Regions from separate parts of the Sus scrofa genome. Here regions 1, 3 and 4 are each linked to region 2. Evidence: chromatin contacts called from public targeted proximity ligation data. All regions are on one chromosome and are shown on one strand. The core of a region is the stretch at or near the end of the contact, and the rest is flanking DNA. Distances in the headings are between cores, read along the strand shown. Region 1 overlaps TTC7A (tetratricopeptide repeat protein 7A). Region 2 holds the start of CALM2 (calmodulin). Region 3 overlaps TTC7A (tetratricopeptide repeat protein 7A). Region 4 has its middle 79 kb from the start of EPCAM.

Region 1 (3,595 bases), core at 776-3,275, 130 kb before region 2:
CCCCACTTCTGCAGGCAGGAGCCTTCTGAAGGGGCAGCATCTGCCATGGGAACAGCGCTCCCCCATCCAAACACCGCAGAGCCAGGGCCTCTCAGGGGCTGGGGTCTTAAGAAGACACCTCTGAGGTCCCAGCCTAAGGAAGGAAGAGCCTCAGAGGCCTCCTCGGGGCGCCTCTGTTACTCTGTTCCTGCAGAGGGACCTCCTGTGGAGCCCTGGGGACCAGAGCATCCCAGCAGCCCGGGATGCCTCACTCTATGAGGTCTGCCCATCCAGGGGCTGCGGGGATAGAGAAATAGAGCCAGGTTCTTCATCTCTGAGCCACCGTGGGGCCCTCACATCCAGACCCTGAGGGGCTCCTTCTTGATCTGGGCCAGCCCTAAAGGCTGCCAAACTAACTGGAAAAAAATACGTAGGGGGCTTCTGGCTTCCAGAACTGTGAGAGCATATAGTTCTGTTGTCTTAAGCCAACACCAAAACCAACCAACCAAAAAAACCTTAAAAAAATAGGGAGCAGGGAGAGAGAGAGAGAGTTGGGAATGGGGGTGGAAGCTCCCCCTGCCACACAGCACTCCGGAGTGACCCTAGCTCTTTGCAAATAAGTCAGTAACTTTTCCCCACAGATGAAACCCATGGATTAGCAGGAAATGTCATTGAGTCCATTACCGGTCAGGGATCACTGAAGAATGTCATTGCTCTTCAATTGAAACTGCATCCTGCCACTCCAGCTGCTCCCTGCATTGGGAACACGCTGTGTGTGGCTCCAGCTGTTGCCACGGCAGTTAATTAAACCTCTCACCCCATAAATATCACTGCGGCCAAAGGGGAAAAAAAAAAATCAATCCCCTTCGCCCTGACCTCAGCATCCCCAACAAGGTCTGTATTCTAAGCACTTAAAGGCCTGTGGTCTGGGTCTGTCTGCCACCCAGTGCCCTGCCGATGGCTGTGTCAGGTGGCTGGGACCTGTTGAGGCGCTTCCTTTCTGCACAGGCTGCCTTAGTGAAGGAGAGGCTGGCAGGGTGGTGTCAGGGGTGGAGGAGGCCTGGCACAGGCGATGCTGGTGGGTGGCACAGACCCCTGTCCTCGTGAGCCTGTCCCCACGTGGGAGCCATAGCAGGTCCCTGCCTGTGCCACCTCCAGCTTGCCCCTCCTTCACGTGCCTCCATCCTCTCCTCTGCTTAAAGGCTCCCATCTGTCCGACCTCCCTCTACCTCCAAGGTCTTGTGAGACTCAGATAAGAAAAGATTGCACAAGCGGTTTTGCTACTGGGTTCAAGGACAGCGGGGCGGGTGGGGGTGGGGGTGCGGGTCTGGAAGATGGTCCACAAACAGTGTAAGGCTGTGATCTGGGTTGTGAGGGAGGCAGTGCAGGCCATGGGCCAGGCGGTGGGGAGCGGGCTGCTGTGATAAGGTGTTCGGACTCCGTAGCTGCCCAAGAGGTCACCATTCCTACAGGGAGACTTAAGCCTCCGGGAGAAAAACCCAGCTTTCGTGGAGTTGACTTTTGAAAACCCTCCTGAATTCAGGGATTAGAAGGCAAAGCAAAGAGGATCTCAGTTTCCGTGCGGCGGGGCGGCTGTTCGTTAACAGAGCTTGCGTTTCAAAAGGCAGGAACGTGATAAGGCAGAGAACAATGCCCTGTGGGGACAGCGTGAACCTGGCACAGGGTGTGTGGGGGGAGACCAGACACCCAAGCAGTTTCCTGAAATCCCAGGGGCTTCAGGCTAAGAAGCCCTGGACACATGGGCAGGCCGGGCTGTCGCTGGCCGGTGTGTAGGGGGCCTCAAGGGGGCAGCAGGCTCCCTGTTTGGAGCTGGGTTCCGAGCCAGATCAGGCCTCGGAATGGGAGAGGTCCAGCAGCCAGCGCAGAGATGCCTGTGTGGGTCGCTTCTCCGGATTGGGACTCAGCTGGGAGGGTCATGGGGAACAGGCTGCTGATAAGCTTGGTTCCCGAAGCCACGGACTCCGTCGGGTGCTGGTTTTAGGTAACAGATTCCTTGTGCTTTAGTCAGGCCGCTTGTCAGGGGACGGTCGCCATAGTAACCAAACAACATTCCTGGGCTAATGATGGGAGCTTTCCAATAACCAGTCCGTCAGTCACTGCTCCCACCCTGGGCCTGGCAGCCTGCCAGACCGGTTTTGAAAGCCCAGGCCATGGGTTGGTTGGCAGAAGAGGAGCCAACTGGTTTGTCCTTCCCTTCCCCTCGGTGGCAGGGCCACCTCCTCCCACTCTGCCTGGGAGTTTCTGCCCAGCCCAGGTCCTGGAACACTTGGAAGGTCCTGGGGGAAGGGGTGTCGGAGCCCTAGGGAGCGCTCCCCAGAGCAGGAGCTATATGGCCCTCTTGACAAGCCAGAGCTCGCCACGTAGAAACAAATGGAACCAGTCACAGCATCTCCCCCAGGAAACCTGGGCTGTTTTGGAAAATGTTTGAGTTGACAGACTAGGTGTTAGCTGGGGCCAGACCTTGGCTGAATCCGGCTAAGGCCAACGTCAGCTTCAAGGGCTCCCCTCTGATTCCCTACCTGGCCAGCCTCACCTTTTTCTTAGGTTTGCGTGTGTTAAATGTCCAGTCGTGCAGAAATGATCGGAGGCCTGGGGCTTCTGTGAATATCTCCACCTTAAACTCGGCATGTTTGCTGGATGGTTCTTATTAGGGACTTGCCATAGATCAAAAGGACACTTAAAATACCAGTGCTTCAGCGAGGGGGCTGGAATCAAAGGTATTAGCACAAACAGAGTTTTTCACCTTGCCAGGTTCATTAGACATTTTTGGCTGCCACAGTCCCTGGTGAGGACAAGAGCCGCAGGGTAAACTTGCAGGGCATGTGGTTGATGGGAGTGTTAAGCCAGCCATAATCATGGGCACTGGCCCACTCTTCCCCAAAGGTCAGCTCCTGCTCAGCTAAGCTGGGTTGACATTCAGCATGTCCCTTCTCTGGTTGTTCTGTGGAGCCTCCTGTGACCTCACTGTGTGACACTGCAGTCTGCTAGTGTCCTCACTCTCTCTGTGGCTTCTGCTTACACTCCAGCTAGGAGGGTAGATGATCCAGGGGGTTTGATTTGGGGAAGAAGATGGAAAGGGGGGACAGACAGTTATTTGCAGGCTTTCCAAAAGGAATTCTTTGTTTGAAAGTGGTTTGGGGGAGTTCCCTTTGTAGCTCAGAGGTAACCCACCTAACTAGTGTCCATGAAGGTGTGGGTTTGATCCCTGGCCCCCACTCAGTGGCTTAAGGATCCAGCACTGCCATGCACTGTGGCGTAGGTCACAGATGCGACTTGGTTCCTGCGTTGCTATGGCTGTGGCATAGGCCGGCAGCTGTAGCTCCCATTTGACCCCTAGCCTGGGAACTTCCATATGCTGCAGGTGCAGCCCTAAAAAAACAAATAAATAAAGTGGTTAGCCCTTTGCTTCCTGATCCTCCTGGAGGATCCACATTTGCTGGAGGCAGGCACTGTGTTCCCGGAGCCTTTGGTTTTCAAGCAGGCGTGGCCCATTCCCAAGTCCCTGGGAAAGGATCCAGGAGGCTTTTTAATGCCCATTAAGTAAGGCTGCCCCTGCCCCTGCAGTGGGTGGTCTTAGGTCCCCAGGTCTGCTCCC
Region 2 (3,817 bases), core at 37-2,536:
GTTTCTTCAACGACAGCACCGCTTAAAAAAAAATTTTTTTTTTTAAGTGTCCAGTCGGGGGGTGGAATTAGGCCCCAGGGCCCAGATGGAGTAGGAAGATCAAGATTCAACAAGCTTCCTTCGCGCTGCCAGCGGGGAGGGAAACCGCCAAGCTCTCCCTCCCCCACTCCTGCCCGACCCGCCTGCCCCGCAGCACCGCGGGCAGCCCGGACCTCCGCAGCCCTGCAGGTGCCAGCGCAGCAGCTGGGGCGCGAGCTGAGCCGAGCCGGGCGGGCGAGCGGGCGGTGGCTTGCGGCTCCAGCCCCGCGCCCGCAGCCCCGCCCCCGGCCGCTCCCCGCGCCGCGCGGGCTCGGCCCACACGGCCCGCCCGCCCGCTCGCTCGCCCCCCGCCCCTCCCGGCCCGGCACGCGGGGGCCGCGGGCTAACGTCGGCGCGGGCGCTCGCCCCGGGCCTCGCGCGCTCCCGCCCGCCCCCTCGGCGCATGGCGGCCGCAAGCGGACAAAGACGCTTCCTGGCGCCCGCAGCAACCGTCCGTTGGGCTTTTGAATCCGGCCCCGGGCTGACCTTTCAAGATGCCCGACTCAAGGCTTCTGTGTTCCCGCAACCCCCACCCTCCCGCTCTCGCCTCCCCCTGGGTGCCGGGCTGCCCCCAGCCCCGGCTCCATCCTCGTCCAGGCCAGCCCCTGAGGAGTTCCGCGGCCCCGGGGGCAGTAGGCCTGGACCCCAGCACACCAGGGGACACCTCCCTGAAGAAAATGGGGGTGGGGTAGCACCTGCGACACAACCGCCGCCGGCGCCCCCAGCCTCTAGCGCGCCATCCCCCTGGAGAAGACCATCCCTGGAGAGTGTTAGGAAGCGAGTTCCCCTGCTTTCGTCAATTCGCTTCGGCCTCTTCCCCCACAGGTCGAGCGCCGGCAGATTAGCGACGCACTCACCATGCTGCAAGCGCTACCGGTCTCCGGGACGCGACCACACAACCACTCAGCTCGCTCGCTCCACTCGGACTAATTCTCCTCCTCCGCCCCCAGCGCCTCATAAACACCTCCCTCCGCCAAATCCCTCCGCCGCACACCAGATAACGGAACATCACAAACGAGTCCCGGCCAACCCCCTCCCCTCCAACTTCTCTCGAGACCACTTTATCCACAGTTATGTGGTCGAGGATTCAGGAGATAAAGGGAAGGGGCGAACAGATGACGTAAATGGGTTTCATTCCCTCGCGAGCCGTTGAAGGGCTGGTGGAGTCGAGCCTAAGGGCACTACTTTGCGGCGCGGAAGAGCATAGTGGTGGCGACCTGCACCCCGATGGTCGTTGAACCGGTCTCTGATTGGCTGGTTCGTACCTGCAATGCGTCACTAGGGCTCGCTGCCGCCGCCGGGACGCGGTGTGGCTGCTGCCGTTGCTGCTCAGGCCGCGCTGTCCTGGCAACTGCGCCAGGCGGCGGAGTCGTCTCCCTTGCGCTTGGCTGGATAGTCTTCCTCCTCCGCCCATCCTTCCCCGCCGCAGTCACACACATTCCCGCCCCTTGTGTAGGGGTCTACGAAAACACCCTAAGCCAATAAAGAATGAAGCTACAAGACCCAGGGAAACCCGTACCCCGCGCCCACCTCCTCAGCCTTGTATTTGGGCCTCATGGAGGCCACATTCCGTGTCAAACCCATGAAAATGTGGGTAAGGCCGAACGCAGCTGCTCAGCTGATTAATCTGAAAGAATCTTCCGTGTATACTTTCCTTCAGTATCAGGGGTAATTTACCAGAAAAAAAAAAAAAAAAAGTCACTCAGAAACAACAGCATCCGAGATTCTGTGAAACTAGTCACTCTCAATAACCCCTTGATATTGTGGAATAATAGGGTTCTGACTTGGAGTGAGACCTTCGTTATGAGTATTGTTTTAGCCACTTAGAGGTATAACCTTGGATGGGTCATTTAATCTTTAGCTTCATTTATAAAATAGAGGTTATAATACCTACTTGAAAGATTACTGTAAGAATTAAAATCATATACAGATTAGCGTTCAGATAAAATGTTAAAGAACCTGGCACAGGGTTGGTTTAATTGTAATAAAGCCATAATATATATGGTCTTGGTGAATTTCATAGTGAATTTGCCCTTTTGAGTCTCTAACCTCTCATTTAAGTGAGCATTTTTAAATCCACATAAAAGTTAGCTCTTTGGAATTGGCACCCTTTTGCACTGTTGGTGGGAATGTAAAATGGTACAGCCACTGTGGAAAAGGATATGGCAGTTCCTTAAAAAGTTAAAAATAGAATTACCATATGATCCAGCAACTCTACTTCTTGGTATATATACCCAAAAAAACGGAAAGCAGAATCTTGAAAGCTATTGGTACACCCATGTTTCATAGCATTATTCACGATAGCTAAAATGTGGAAGCAACCCAAATGTCCATCACTGGATGAAAGGATAAGCAAAGTGTGGTAACATCTGTGGCTACAGCAATGGAATATTATTCAGCCAGAAAAATTCTGCAATATACCATAACATGGATGAACCTTGAGGATATTAAGTGAAGTAAGTCACAAAAAAGAAAAATACCGTATGATGCCATTTATATGAGGTACTTAGAATAGTCAAAATCACAGAAACAGAAGAATGGTTGTCAGGGGCTGTGGAAAGGGGGAATGGGGAATTATTGTTTCATGGACATAGATAAGAGCTTTGGTTTGACAAGATGAAAAGAGTTGTGGGGATGGATGGTGGCCATGGTTGCACAATACTATGAATATACTCTACCACTGAACTCTACACTTTAAAATGGTTGAGACTGGGAGTTCCCTGAGGACTCAGCAGGTTAAGAATCTGGCACTGTCACAGCATGGGTCACGGCTGTGCAAGGGTCTGATCCCCTGCCCCTGAGCTTCTGTATGCCCCTGGCATGATTAAAAAAAAAAAAAAAAATGGTTAAGATAGTAAATTTTATGTTCATTTCATGACACATGAAATTTTTAATTTTTGAAACTTTGTTTTGTTTTGTGGGGTTTTTTTTTGCTATTTTTGGGCCGCTCCCGCGGCATATGGAGGTTCCCAGGCTAGGGGTCGAATCGGAGCTGCAGCCACCAGCCTACGCCAGAGCCACAGCAACGAGGATCGAGCCGCTGTCTGCAACCTACACCACAGCTCATGGCAACGCCGGATCGTTAACCCACTGAGCAAGGGCAGGGACCGAATCCGCAACCTCATGGTTCCTAGTTGGATTCGTTAACCACTGCACCACAACGGGAACTACATTTTTTTTTTTTTTTTTTTTTTTGTCTTTTTGCTGAAACTTTTTTTTTTTTTTTTTTTTGGCTGCACCCTTGGCACGCAGAAGTTCTCAGGCCAAGGATCAAACCTGCGCCAAAGTTTCGGCCTTCACTCGGCTGCAGCAAAGCCAGGTCCTTAACTCAATGTACTACAAGGGAACTTCCTAAACTTTTTTATTTGGAAAACTTTAGATATAAAAGTAGAGACACAAGTATAACAAACCCCCAAGTACCCATCACTCAGCTTTGCCAGTGAATAGTATTCTGTCATTCTTGTTTCATGTATTTCCCCCTACTTTAAAAACAATAATTCTTTGGTCCCACCCAAAATAAGCAAGGATGTTCATAACCTGAAATATTTAACAAGTGAATGGTGAACACCTACTGTGTAATCTCATTTGAATAGAATGTAATTGATACCTTAGAGGGGGACATAGAAGGCACAGAAGAGAGGACCTTAGCTCATCACAAAGGTTCCAAGTTTCCCAAAGAACTCCTAAAATGAGTCTGACATTATAATGCGCTAGGAAAAAAGTGAAAAGGCAGGGAGGA
Region 3 (3,831 bases), core at 431-2,930, 90 kb before region 2:
TGGTGTGCCAGGTTTTGTATCCAGGACATCCCGCCACCCAGACCCTGTTGAGCTGCCGTTCTGTGGGGCTGGTAGTGCCAGGCCCCCTGCCTCAGCCTCAGGGGAGCGCGTCCAGGATGGCATCCTCGAGCCCCCAGTAACAGCACGATCTCAGGTGACCATGTGGGCAGAAGGGGCCGTCCTTGGGGAAGACTTCGGGAGGAGCAGGGTCCCAGGTAGAGGAGCGGTGGCCAGAGGCTCTGCCATCGCGGAGATCCAGGAAGGGAGGAAAGAGGGAATGATGAGGGCGGGAAGGCCTGGGAACTCCGTGGCCCTGCCCTCCCTGAGCGGCGCCCGTTATAGGCGTGATGCTCCGTCACCCTGAGCAGCATGCACGTCGTTCCCATCCCGGCGTGGGAGGCACAGCCGTGCCATCTCCCAGGTCAAGTGTCAGAAGCTGAAAGTCACTCAGCAGGTCTGGTCTCCTCTCTCAGCACAGGGTCGGGAGGGGTCAGCAGGGACATTGGGATGCAATCGAGATGCCGGTTCTGGGTTCCCACCTTCTCCCTGGAGACCTGTTCTCAGGGCAGCTGGGGGTCAGGGTGCCAAGAGGGTGCCGGACCGTGGGCCCTCGGCCCAGTGCCAAGCTGGGGGCAGAGCAGGTGAGACCTCGCATCTTCCTGGGGCGGGGCCCCGCCCAGTTGTCAGGCAGCAAACAGCTCGAGTTGCTACCAAACATGAACTGAACAGGCTGGTGTCTCGGGCAGGTGGCCGCAGATCCTGTTACAGGCCCTGGGCCTCCAGGCCCCAGCCTGACCCCGGTGTCTCCTTTCAGGCGCTAAGGTCAGCACCCCAGGGTTGGGAGGGGGGGACGTGATCCAACCCCAGGGGGAGCCTTGCCCTCTAAAGGAATCTGCTCTTCTGCACCCTCCTTGTCCCCCCTTCCCGCCACCCTGACCCTCTGTTCAGCTTGGGGACACTTCCATTTGCTGTCAGCCCCAACCTGCGCCTTGCTACCCAGTTTCAAATCCATCCTTGCAGAATCCCCACAGTAGCCTACAAAGGAGGACTGTTCGCTGCCCCAGATTACAGATGAGGAAACAGTGGCTCCGAGAAAATGGGCCACTTGCCCACGGTCACGGCCCTTGTCAGAGACAGAGCTGGGAGTCCAGCCCGGCCAGGTCTTCCAGCTCTGCAGCCCTGGGCTTTGTCCCTCTACACAGGACACACAGAGAAGCCTCCCCAAAACCTTCAGCACCGCGAGGAAAACCAACCCTCCGTCCCACCCCAAACATACCTGTGCCCTGTTCAGGCTGCAGATGCATCTGGGCCCCTTCCCAAACACCTACACACTTCTCAAGATCAGGGGTTTTTAAACTCATTTTTTAGCTGTAGAGCCCACTTTTCAAACAAAGTCTCCCATGGAAGCTCAATAGAGAAAACTTGGTGTGTAAAAACCACAGGGCCCCACCCCCGCTCTGGGAGGTGCTGCTGGCCTTCTCTGTCCGTCCTCGTTGCTCCCCCATGGGCAGCACTCACAGGGCTCAAACCTTCCATTTTTGGTGCTTAATTGTGGTGTCTGGCGGCCTGTCGTCTCGCCTTCCTGCCCTCCTCCCTGTGGGCCCTGTTCCATCATGAGCTGCTCAGGGTCCAGCTCCCAGGCCATGCGGGCAGAACAGCTTGGCCTGGAGCCCTGCCGGTCAGGCTGGGCACTGCCCTCCGGTCCCGGGCAGCCCTGAGTCAGCACCGCTCCTCTCTGGCCAGATCCAGGGGCTGTGCCTCAGCCTCCACCCTGCCCCTGGTTCCCCTGTGCGCCCCCATCCCTGCGGTTCCCTGAGGACGGCTTGGCCCTGCCTCGAACAGCTCCCCTTCCCTGCCCGGCCCCCTGGCCACCAAGACAGCCAGCCGGCACCTCCAGAGAGGGAGAGAGGGGCTTTTCTAGGGCTTCCTGAGCCCCATCTTTTACTCTTGCCTAATTGGTCGTGTTCCAGGCCCTCAGAGGACTTTATGAAATCAGCCATGTGCATCTTCCCCAGTGGGTCTCCATAGCAACGGAGGGCCTAACTCTGGGGAGTGCGGCGGGAGGAAAATGTTCCAGCTAAAAATGTACATGGCCATCCGTGGGCGGGCACCCGCGAGGGGGCTCCAGGCACATAGAAGGCAGCTCCTCAGCCCCCGCCTGTCCAGGAAGCCAGTGTGGTTCAGGCTTTATCTATGGCTTTGAACGAGAGGCTGGCCCCCGGCGCTGTGTGCTGCTCTGTGACACCTTTGAGGGCTGGAACACACTTGGATGGGTTGGTGCAAAGCAACCTTTCTGGGACTGGAGGTCACATGAGGACCCTGGCCCCCCACCTCCCCACATCCTCCTCAGTGTGGGTGGACGGGGACATCAAGGAACAGGGTGCCAGTTTCACTTCCCAACCCTTTTGGGACCAGTCCCATCACTTCCTCTATTGCTCAGGGTCGTTGGAGCCAAACAGCAGGGCCAAGCCTCCTGGGTGGTCCTGACCCCTCCGCAGAGGCCCTCCCCTCACCCAGCATCCATCCGTCCCTGTCTCTGGCCATCTGACTCTCTTCCTGCACCCCTCGCCTGCCAGGCCAGGCTGGGCTGGGTTTTAAGTCCCAGGAGGACAGGCCACTGCTGTAGGCACAGGACCTGTCCCTCCACCCTCAAGCCTGGAGTGTACCCTCCTCGGTCTCGAGTGTGCCTTGGGGAGAAGGGCGGTGCCACAGTGCAGCACAGGGACTCAGGGTCCACACCCATGACTTCGAGTTCACACATGCCAGGCATCATTCAAGTGCTTTGCCTGTACTGTCGTGTAAACGTCACAACCCTAAAGGTGGGCACGGTGGTCCTTCGCATTTACAAATGAGGAACCCAAGGGCCAGAGAGCGGTGACGTGCCCAGAGTCCCGCAGCTGTACTGGGGAGACCCAAAGCCAGGTCTGCTGAGTTGAAAGCCCATCCCCTGGGGCCAGGAGGGGCAGAGTTCCCACTGCAGGTGACCCAGGAGGCCGGGCTGGATGGAAGCCAGGCTGGGACAGACAGACAGGACTCACGTGGGTCACGACCTGTCACTTGACATCCCCAAGCCTGAGAGGCGGGCCCACCCTGGCTCGTGGCCACACGTGCTTCTGCTTCTTAGCCCATTGGACACCCCCGGCCCAGGGACAGCCTCACTCACCCCACCCTGTGCTTGCTCCCCAGGGGCTGATGCTGAGTCGGCTGGGCCGTAAGAGCCTGGCCCAGAAGGTGCTGCGGGACGCCGTGGAGAGGCAGAGCACCTGCCACGAGGCCTGGCAGGGCCTGGGCGAGGTGCTGCAGGCCCAGGGCCAGAGCGAGGCTGCCACCGACTGCTTCCTCACCGCCCTCGAGCTGGAGGCCAGCAGCCCAGTGCTGCCCTTCTCCATCATCCCCCGAGAACTCTGATGCCACGTGGCAGCAGCCGGAAGGGAGGGCGGGTGACAGGCAGGCCGCTAGAGCCCGGGTCAGGGGAGGTGCAGGGCCTCAGGGAAATACAGCTCTAGGGGACACTTCTGCTGGCTGCAGCCCTCCTTCTCCTCGCCTCCGCCACCTCGCCCCTACTTCTCCTCAGGCCCAGCTGGGACTGGGAGCTGCTCATCTGGAGCTGGGAGGACCAGATTTGCATCAGAAACAAATCCCTTGTTCCTTGGAACTCGGACATCGTGGCCTTTATGAGCACACAACTAGCTGGGAGGCCACATCAACGTGGGGACCTCTCTGCAGCGCATCCACATCAGCTAAGTGTGTGGTAAGGGTCTCCGAGGCTTGGGTACCTCCCCGCGCCCATCTGGAAGCCCCATACCTGTCCCTCTCCTGCAGCATCCCTGA
Region 4 (3,502 bases), core at 422-2,921, 110 kb after region 2:
ACCATACCCACAGCCACGCCAGATCCAAGCAGCTTCTGTGACCTACACCACAGCTCACAGCAATGGCGGATCCTTAACCCACTGAGCGAGGCCAGGGATCGAACCTGAATCCTCATGGATTCGTTTCCACTGAGCCACAATGGGAACTCCCAAAAGTTTACAATTTAGTGGGAGAGAAAGGATAGGTACATAACTACTATATGACAAAGCACCACAGATAACTGGTATCAAAAAAGGGCCAAGGAGTGTATCCTATATAGGAGGACAGAGCTGAGAAAACTTACTCTGGGCTGAAAAAGTGAGGGACTGCTTCGTGAACGAAAGGAATAGAGTTTGAGGCAGGACCCTGAAGGAAGAGAAAGATTTGGAGGCAATGGAAATGGTGTTGCCATAGGGGCAAAGGGGAAGGGCCACTCCTAAGAGGAAAACCAGGTCAAGTTAGGTTCAGAAAAACATGAGTAGATTTAGTGTAGCTGGAGAGCAGATTCAAGCAGAAGCGCATACATGCATCCTAAGTATGTTGTGTGGCAAGACTGTAGAAGCTTTGAATTCAAGAGGAGAAGAAATTTGGATCAGAGGCTAGTGAGGGTATTTGAGCAGCAAAGGGAGGTGAAATGAATGCTGTGAGGTGTGGAAAGATAGTCTTGGGGAGACAGACAGGTAAGGAACAAGGTAAGTGGTCAATCTTGCTGAGAGGTCATGTGCCAGCCCAGAGCCAGCCAGAGCCAAGTCTTGGGCAGAGAGACTGACTTTCCATTTCTTTCTTTCTTTCTTTCTTTTTTTCTTTTTTTTTTTTTTTTTACAGAATAAAATACATATATTTAAACAATTACATTCACACTGATTATTATATCATGGATCTTAAGAAACATATTAAGTGACTCCCTATGGAGAAGTGGAATGGAAAATATGCTGAGACAAATAGGAAATTTATTCTATACTTTATCCCATTTTGTATGGCTTTCATGTTTATTATTTAGTATTATCTATTACATTTCAATTTTTCTTTAAAAATTAGCATTATATTAAAATTGTGTGTATTATGCAACTAAAATTTATAAAGAAGAAAGCCTTATATACCATTAAATATTTTATATAGCATAATAAAAATAACTGGTAAGAATAACAAAATCCATTTCTTTCTTTTTCATTCATTCAAATATTGACTGGTCCCAACCAGGCCCCGCACAGACAAACAGGTAAAGAGAACAGACACCTTCCCTCCTTTCCCAGGCCCAGGACACTACTCTTGGCTCAAGCGCCCAGCCCCAAGATTTGGGGCCAAGCGGGTCAAGGGCGAGGACCGGGTGTGGGGGGAAGTTGGCTCTGATCTGTCACCTGCAGCTTCTTTCCACAAAACCTCTACTCCCAGGCCCAAGTCCTCCGGTCACAGCCTAGCCAGACCTCCGCGCCCGCGCCGGCCACACCTGGAAAAGAAGGAATTGCGGGAAAAGGGGGTTGGCCTATGGAGGGGGTGGTACAACCGGAAACAGGGCTGGGCGGCGGGGGAAGGGAGCAGAGGATGGCTGAAGGATGGCCTGGGAAGGCGCTTCCCTAGGACGCCTGCACACGCCCAGAGGCTGGGCGAGCGCTTGGGCGGTGGGGCTGTGGGCTATGGGGAGCGGAATCGACCACGAGGGAGGAGGGGGAGGCCAGACTCCGGCGCGCCGAGCGGGTCCTATGCGCCCCCTGCCGAGCGCCGGCCTCCGCTGCACGCGCGGCCGCCGCCCCTGCGTGCGGGGACCCGGACCCCGCGGGCGGCTGGCACACCCCGGGAACCTCGCCGCCCGCTCAGGCCTCTCTCCGCGTGTCTGCAGTCTCTGCGCTCCTTCCTGGAAAAAGAAGGTGGGAAGCGGAGCCTTTTTTGTCATAGAAATAGAGGCGCTCCCGGAAGTGCCCTAGCCTAAAGAATGTTAGGAGCTGGCCTTACCAGGTGCTTGAAATTCTACCGTTAGAGATTCCATTCTTTGGAGGGGTGGAGTGCTGACATCCGCAACTTTTATTGGATAGTTTAACGCTGAGGATTTACCAGATATGCCTGGGGAGGGTCTTGGAAGGAGGAGGTAGTCAAAGTCGTTGATTCCTTGTCTCAGCCAAGCTTTTTATTAGTGCTCATTTGCCAGGGCCATCCTGAAGGTGACTCAGAGCCAGCAGTCGTATTGCGGCAGTGCTGGGACTGTGAAAGGCTAGTTTCTCCTGCCATGCTTTGCCTTTTATTAATCGCTGGATAGTTGAGGCCCCCTCCTCCAGGAAGTCTGCCTTGACTTTTAGGGGTATATATGGTTACAGGCAAAGTTGGTATCTTTCAGTTGAGCAGGCCACCTTCTTGGTTTATTTCCCATGAGTTCTGTCTGGTTTCTCCAGGCTCATTCAATGATTAGGGCCAGAAAACCCTCATCAGCTGTGGCACTTCTCTAAAGGAGAAGAAGAATATAATCTAAAGAGAACAAACGAGCCGATTTCCTGACCAATCAAGGATAAGCTCATGCTGTCCTCAAGGACCATTTGCATCTGGTCCCATGTTACATATGGCCTTCATGAGCATCCACCATGGACAGTCTGTTTTCCAGAGAGTAGCCAGGAGTCCCATAAGATCATGAATGCTCATAAATTTAAGTTAGATGGTCTCTCTTCTCAAATCCTTGCAATAGCTCCCCATCTCCCTTGGGGTAAAAACTGAAGCTTCCATCCTGGCTTGAAGGTTCAAGGTGCTCTGGGCCCCGCTGCTTACTAATTTCTTTCTTTCTTTCTTTCTTTCTTTCTTTCTTTCTTTCTTTCTTTCTTTCTTTCTTTCTTTCTTTCTTTCTTTCTTTTGCTTTTCGGGGCCACACCTGTGACATATATGTGTGTGTGTATATATGTATATATATATAATTTTTTTTTTGCTTACTAATTTCTCAGAGCTCCTCTCCTAACAGCTCTTCCCCTCACTTGCCACTACGGCCATATTGGCCTCTTTGCTGCTGTCCCTTAAACTCATCAGACACACTCTCACCCTTTTTGACACTTGCCTATTCACCCTGCATTTTGACACTTGGCTATTTCCTCTCCCTGGAATGCTGGTTCCCCAGATTGCTACGTGACCCACTCCCTCACCTCCTGCAGGTCTCTCTTTGTTTATTTATTTATTTATTTGTCTTTTTGCCATTTCTTGGGCTGCTCCGGTGGCATATGGAGGTTCCCAGGCTAGGGGTCGAATCGGAGCTGCAGCCACCGGCCTACACCAGAGCCACAGCAACACGGGATCCGAGCTGCATCTGCGACCCACACCTCAGCTCACAGCAGCGCCAGATCCTTAACCCACTGAGCAAGGCCAGGGATCGAACCCGCAACCTCATGGTTCCTATTCAGATTCGTTAACCACTGAGCCATGATGGGAACTCCTGAAGGTCTCTATTTAAATGCCACCTTATGGCGAGAGGCTTTCCCCGACCATCCTGTCTAAAATAATACCTCCACCATCCTCTGTGCCCTTAGCCCCCTTAGCTTTTCTTCTAGCACT

Evidence for each region.
Region 1: a contact with region 2 is called in a targeted proximity ligation map of skeletal muscle. A contact is called at or near these places in 1 of 5 promoter capture datasets (liver), 10 of 47 Hi-C or Micro-C datasets (embryonic fibroblasts, fibroblasts, liver and 4 more) and 2 of 2 datasets of targeted methods (alveolar macrophages and skeletal muscle).
Region 3: a targeted proximity ligation map of skeletal muscle shows a contact between it and region 2. A contact is called at or near these places in 1 of 5 promoter capture datasets (liver), 8 of 47 Hi-C or Micro-C datasets (brain, embryonic fibroblasts, fetal heart ventricle and 2 more) and 1 of 2 datasets of targeted methods (skeletal muscle).
Region 4: a targeted proximity ligation map of skeletal muscle shows a contact between it and region 2. A contact is called at or near these places in 2 of 5 promoter capture datasets (fetal liver and liver), 14 of 47 Hi-C or Micro-C datasets (adipocytes, brain, embryonic fibroblasts and 10 more) and 2 of 2 datasets of targeted methods (alveolar macrophages and skeletal muscle).

What each region holds. Positions count from the first base shown.
Region 1 is chr3:93,495,256-93,498,850 of Sscrofa11.1, reverse strand. The region is part of intron 15 of TTC7A (tetratricopeptide repeat protein 7A); the gene reads left to right. Among named protein-coding and RNA genes, the nearest start is that of TTC7A, 95 kb to the left of the region's middle.
Region 2 is chr3:93,369,234-93,373,050 of Sscrofa11.1, reverse strand. It overlaps CALM2 (calmodulin), which reads right to left and starts at 1,286. Exons shown (of 6, transcript XM_003125163.4): 1 at 936-1,286. The coding sequence starts at 938.
Region 3 is chr3:93,459,205-93,463,035 of Sscrofa11.1, reverse strand. It overlaps TTC7A (tetratricopeptide repeat protein 7A), which reads left to right. Exons shown (of 20, transcript XM_021087552.1): 20 at 3,187-3,831. The coding sequence ends at 3,408. Among named protein-coding and RNA genes, the nearest start is that of STPG4, 75 kb to the right of the region's middle.
Region 4 is chr3:93,262,605-93,266,106 of Sscrofa11.1, reverse strand. No RefSeq gene overlaps it. Among named protein-coding and RNA genes, the nearest start is that of EPCAM, 79 kb to the right of the region's middle.